Linked DNA regions of Zea mays: region 1 is linked to region 2. The links are chromatin contacts, called in public Hi-C maps. All regions are on one chromosome and are shown on one strand. The core of a region is the stretch at or near the end of the contact, and the rest is flanking DNA. Distances in the headings are between cores, read along the strand shown. Region 1 holds the start of LOC103653810 (auxin response factor 8). Region 2 holds the start of LOC100285115 (phenylalanine ammonia-lyase).

Evidence for each region. A called contact is a pair of places that touch in the nucleus more often than the background predicts.
Region 1: a contact with region 2 is called in a Hi-C map of bundle sheath, with 2.7 times the contacts expected there. The contact joins the promoter of LOC103653810 here to the promoter of LOC100285115 in region 2. A contact is called at or near these places in 7 of 25 Hi-C or Micro-C datasets (bundle sheath, ear, endosperm and 3 more).

Annotation. Positions count from the first base shown.
Region 1 is chr4:148,950,800-148,953,560 of Zm-B73-REFERENCE-NAM-5.0, forward strand. It overlaps LOC103653810 (auxin response factor 8), which reads left to right and starts at 1,441. Exons shown (of 3, transcript XM_008680610.3): 1 at 1,441-2,761. The coding sequence starts at 1,749. It overlaps LOC103653809, which reads right to left and starts at 742. Exons shown (of 2, transcript XM_020552639.1): 1 at 1-742. The coding sequence starts at 564.
Region 2 is chr4:148,642,512-148,645,332 of Zm-B73-REFERENCE-NAM-5.0, forward strand. LOC100285115 (phenylalanine ammonia-lyase) reads right to left here and starts at 1,531. Exons shown (of 2, transcript NM_001158010.2): 1 at 898-1,531. The coding sequence starts at 1,307.

The sequences.
Region 1 (2,761 bases), core at 191-2,690, 310 kb after region 2:
AAGGATTTCCGTCGTTGTAGGATGGTTGTAGCAGTCTGGCAATTGCGACCTTTTTAATGATGGTGGGTGCACGATTTGGGGGATTTGTGTTGGAATCATTTGGCAAGGCACTTTCCAAATCAGCGTCGTAGATCGTGCGCTTTCCAAATCGGCGACGGAGATAATGCACGCAATTGCCAGATCGAGCGCGCTTGTTGGGGGGAATGGTGCATTGCCAAATTTGGGGGCCCTGGCTGCGTGGAAGGGGAAACGATGGGGCCCATGGCTGGTTGGGCTAGGGGACACGAGGGCTCCTCCACGGTCGGTCACACCACGATTGTGCGGCTGCGCGGAGGGGACGACGAGGCGGGGGCATGGCGTTCGGGCAGTTGGGGCATACGAGGCGGGTGCATGGGCTAGGGGACGCGAGGGCTCCGAGACAGCCGACCACACCGCGGAGTGGACGACGCAGAGGGGACGGCGTGGCGCCTGGAATGGTTGGTCGGGCGGGCTCCGTCCTAGGCAAGTCGGCGGCATGGCTGGTGATGCAGAGGAAACGACGGCGCAGAGGAGAAGTGAAGGCATCGCGAGCACAGATTCGGGCGACGCAGCGGGTGTGGGGCAGGACGAAGGCAGCCTCAGCGAGAGGACGAAGGGGGAGTCGCCGAGCACGGGGGGCGTCGGACTGGGGCGGGCGTGTAGCGAAGTGCCGAGGACGGGGAGAATGGGGCGGCGCGACGATGGCTGGGGTAGGGGCGAGCAATGTGAGGGGAGCGTAGGACGGGTCCACTATGGCAGTGACATGTTGGAGGGGAGTGGGAGGGAGAGGCGAGGCGGGGGCATGACCGCGCCGAGCGTCCACACTGCTTTCTTAATTAGTAGTAGGATTATCGTTCGTACATAATTACTTAATTACTTACAACTAAATTATTGTTTAAAAGTGTATGCTAAATAAAAGAATGTAGGTGGCTCGAAACTTGACGGGCTCGGGTACGAGTTTGGAATGACACTGGTAGGTGTGATCATAGTTAGATTTAGATAGATTTCACAGGTACGATCGCGAATATGATTTTGATTCACCCGACTCGAGCTCAATTTATTATGAAGGGTTTTTGCTCTACTCGACTCAAGTAGACTTATTGTCCTCTGTAGTCGACTCAGGTGGTCTTTGCTAGGGTGTAAATGGCACCGTGTGGATGGCTTAGCTCGCATGTTCAAGCCCTAGGTCATGCAAAACCCTTCAGTTTTTTCATCATTTACTATGTTTATTGAGACATCCAACATTTTTTTCATATGGAGATTGAGTGTCCAACATTTTTTTCTCTCTTTTTCAGTGGATATCAACATTTTATTTGAGAATTCGTTTCACATTTGCATAGTTGCACGGACCAGAAACCCCACAGGCCACAACCACAACGGTGTTCCTGGGTTTCGACCACGCTGAGTCGCTGACGCATACCGAAACTCACGGGCCTCAAACTTCCACACAGTGACGCCGCTCCACGCGTACTGGTACTCGTTGCTGTTTCCTACGCGACTGTCCGGCTCCGCACATCAGCCTGGGGGCCTGGCGCCCTGTCGCTCACTCCCACTCACCGAACGGGCACTTATAAGTCGCAACGGGGTTTACTCCTGCTCGTTACCGTGAAAAACAAGCACCACCGTAGCTCAGTTACACACGACACCGGCAGACCCGCTCGCCTTCGTCTCCTCCTCCTCCACCTCCCGCTCTCACTCTACTGGCCGGCCCTCGCCTCGGTGCGTTCCCGATGATCACGTTCGCGGACCTGACGGAGCCGGCAGCGGCCGGCGCCGAACGGTGCGTGGACCGGCAGCTGTGGCTGGCGTGCGCGGGCGGCATGTGCACCGTGCCGCCCGTGGGCGCCAGCGTCTACTACTTCCCGCAGGGGCACGCGGAGCACGCGCTCGGCCTCGCCGGTGCGGCCGACCTCTCCGCGGCGCGCGTCCCGGCGCTGGTCCCCTGCCGCGTCACGGCAGTGCGCTACATGGCTGACCCAGACACCGATGAGGTCTTCGCCAGGATCCGCCTCGTCCCGCTGCGCGGCGGGGACGCGGACGCGGACGCGGGTGGCGTCGAGGACGACGCGGCCGCGGCGGACGAGCAGGAGAAGCCGGCCTCGTTCGCCAAGACGCTGACACAGTCCGACGCCAACAACGGCGGCGGGTTCTCCGTGCCGAGGTACTGCGCGGAGACGATCTTCCCGCGGCTGGACTACGCCGCCGACCCGCCCGTGCAGACCGTCGTCGCCAAGGACGTGCACGGGGCCGCCTGGAAGTTCCGCCACATCTACCGGGGCACGCCGCGCCGGCACCTGCTCACCACGGGGTGGAGCACGTTCGTCAACCAGAAGAAGCTCGTCGCAGGGGACTCCATCGTGTTCCTCCGCGGCGACAGCGGGGACCTGCACGTCGGCATCCGGCGTGCCAAGCGCGGGTTCTGCGGCGCCGGTGGAGGCGGAGGCGACGACTCCCCTGCGGCCGGGTGGGACCATTACGCGGGCCTCATGCGAGGGAATGTGAGCCCGTGCGCGGCCGCCAAGGCACGGGGCAAGGTGCGACCAGAGGACGTGGCCGAGGCGGCGAGGCTGGCGGCCGCCGGGCAGTCGTTTGAGGTGGTGTACTACCCTCGCGCCAGCACGCCCGAGTTCTGCGTTCGCGCCGCCGCGGTCCGCGTGGCGATGAGGGTGCAGTGGTCCCCAGGGATGCGGTTCAAGATGGCGTTCGAGACCGAGGACTCCTCCAGGATTAGCTGGTTCATGGG
Region 2 (2,821 bases), core at 281-2,780:
AACGTTTCAGCGGCGACGACGTGACGGTCGCGAACCCACGTTCAGTGGCCATCTCTATCCACCGCGAACCCACGTACAGTGGCCACGTTGAGCGTGCCGCGAGCGTAGCCAGTGTTCCTGCCACGTTTTTTTAAAAAAATTGGTAGGCCGCGCTGGCGATCAGCGACCCGGCCAACTATATGCTGGTATGGTCGGTGGGACAGGAGTGGCCCGCCCGTACGGTGGTAGTGGCACAAGTTTGGGTGTACGCGTGCACCCAAGTTTGGTAGTGGCACCCATCATATTTAACTATTTGTTTTATCCAATCCTTAAACAATAAAGTGAAGAAATTATTATTAAAATACTATTGTTAATAAAACCAATATAATGTTTATATAAATTTTTTTGAATGAAACAAACCGACAAGTAAGACAGCTAAAAGTTTAAAAGGGAGAGAGAGTACATGATAGTGTATAGGATTGGTAGCGGAGTATACTACTACTGTACTCGTAAAGGTTGTAGGCACGAATGATGTGAACTATCTATCTATGGGATAAAAAGTTTGAGGTAGTTTAACGTTTATGCCAACCCACCAACGACCTAGCTAGCTACTAGCACAACTAACTACAACACCCCGAAAAAAAAAGGAAATACTGTATTTCTTGTTTCAGTAACTGATGGGATCCCGTGAACAGCTAGCACATGCAGCTGGCCAAGTCAGAACTGAAGAACTAGCACATGCAACTAGCACATGGCTACTAGCACATGCAGGCGCAGCTGGCGCGACGCTGCGCCTGCGGTGCAGCAGGACCTCGTGAATAAACCGCTAACACTGTTTGATAGGAGCATCTAATCTAACTGCGGAAACTAACAATCCAAACTGAACACGGCTGAGTCAGAACTGAAGAGTGGTCTGACCTGATGAGCTCCCTCTGGAGCGCGCCGCCTTCCTTGGTGCGGCGGTGGGAGGTAGCGCCGAAGCCGGTGGTGACGCCGTAGCTGTCGGTGCCGTTCATCATGCTGCCCATGACCCAGTCGCTGCTGGCCCTGACGCGCTCGCGAGCGGACTCGTCCAGCTCCACGCGGGCCTCGCCGCCCCCGGCGCCCACGGCCACGGCGGCCACCTGCGCGACGCTCAGGCTGGCGCCCTGGATCTTCACCAGCGGGTCGCGGAACTCCGCCACCATCCGCTTCACCTCGTCCAGGTGGCTCCCGGACAGGCCCTCCGCGGCCTTGCCCCAGTTCAGCGGGTCGGCGCGCGGCGCCGGCATGCACAGGCCCTCGCCGTTCAGGGAGGAGCGGACAAGCAGGCCGGCCTCGGACTCCATTGCGGACGGGGACACGTGCGTGCGCAGATGAGCGCGCGCGGACGGAAGTAGAAACTAGCTAGCTAGCTGGGGGAAATTAAAAGCTACTACACAAGAGTAGTACTGCTGGTAACTAACTACTAATGTGGCAGTGCTGTAGACGAAGAGCTGGGGAAAGGTAGGCTCTTCGTCCTGAGGAGAACGGTGCGGGGGAGGGCGGGCTTAATAAATAGCGTGGCCACGGGTGGGAGGGGGAGGTTGTTGGGGTCAGATCAGAGACTGGCATGGCACCGGGGTAGGTTGTTGGCGGGCCGAGCTGACTCCGCGACGACGCCTCCCTGTCCCTTGGATGGGCCGGCCAACCTTCTGCCGCCGGCGCTGGCAGCTTGGCCCGCGCGCAGCCGGTCGTCGCATGGCCGCCTGCCTGGGAATACGACACTCGACATTGACCCGGCGCCGGCCCGTCTGCTCGACGGGGCTCTGGGTAGTCTGGTTGCCGCCGGACGACGGGCGCACGGCACCGCACCAGACGCGGTTGCGCCCGGAGGTGGGCTGGTGGTGGGTGGCCACTGAGTGCGACGGGCTTGGTGGGGGGAGCCCGTGTGTGTCTGGACTGGACGCGAGCTATTGCCCAAGTATTAGGTCTCGGTCAGTCGGGTGTCGAGTTGGTCCGGTCCGTTGCCCCGGACCTTACAGGCTTACACACGCAACCACTGGGAGATTGCAGATGCTGCAAGTATGTCACTAGAAATGGCACGAAATGACGAGTCCACTTCGTTACGTTAGCACTCACGACTCCCTCTCAGCTGTGGCCTCTAGCTCTAGGGCATCAAGCAAGTACACATCAACCGTCCAGAAACTGCGCGCTTGTTTTGCTTTGGTTGCAATTTCTGCCCGACTCTGATAACCGGCCGATTGGAGTAAACAGGGGGAAAAAATGGAGAATCAAGTACTCGACTCAAGTATCGCGAGGTCAAGTTGCCCCCATATAATTCTGCACCAGCAGGAGAACGTCCAAGGAAAGAAAGGCGCTCCAGATCTGGCGCAGCATGCAATCTGTTAACTACTACTTCACCAGCAGCACTAGTCCCCCATGAAGCACTTCGTTGTGTGAACCAACTCAACCAAGTCATTCACTGGAAATGTTGTGGCAAACACTCATTGTTGTTCCCAAGTTCAGAGAACCGTGTCGTGCATGAAATATTCCACGATTCAACATTTTGGACCAAGGAGGAATTGTATTTCTTCCTAGAAAGAAAAAAAAAACCAAAGGCGTAAAATATTGTTGAAAGCGGCGGTCTAGTATTATTTACTTATTTGTTTGTTTGTTTGTACCAGCACTATTATCACTGTAGATGGCCAACTGGCCGGCCCGACACGACCCGGCACGGGCCCGGGGAAGCACGGCCCATCAGCCAACGGGCCGGCCCGGGTATACGGGCTGAACGGGCCGTGCCTAGAGAGCCCACGTGCCTGGCCGTTGGCCCAGGCACGGCCCTCTGGGCCACTTTTTGTGTCGGACCAGCCCGCTAGGC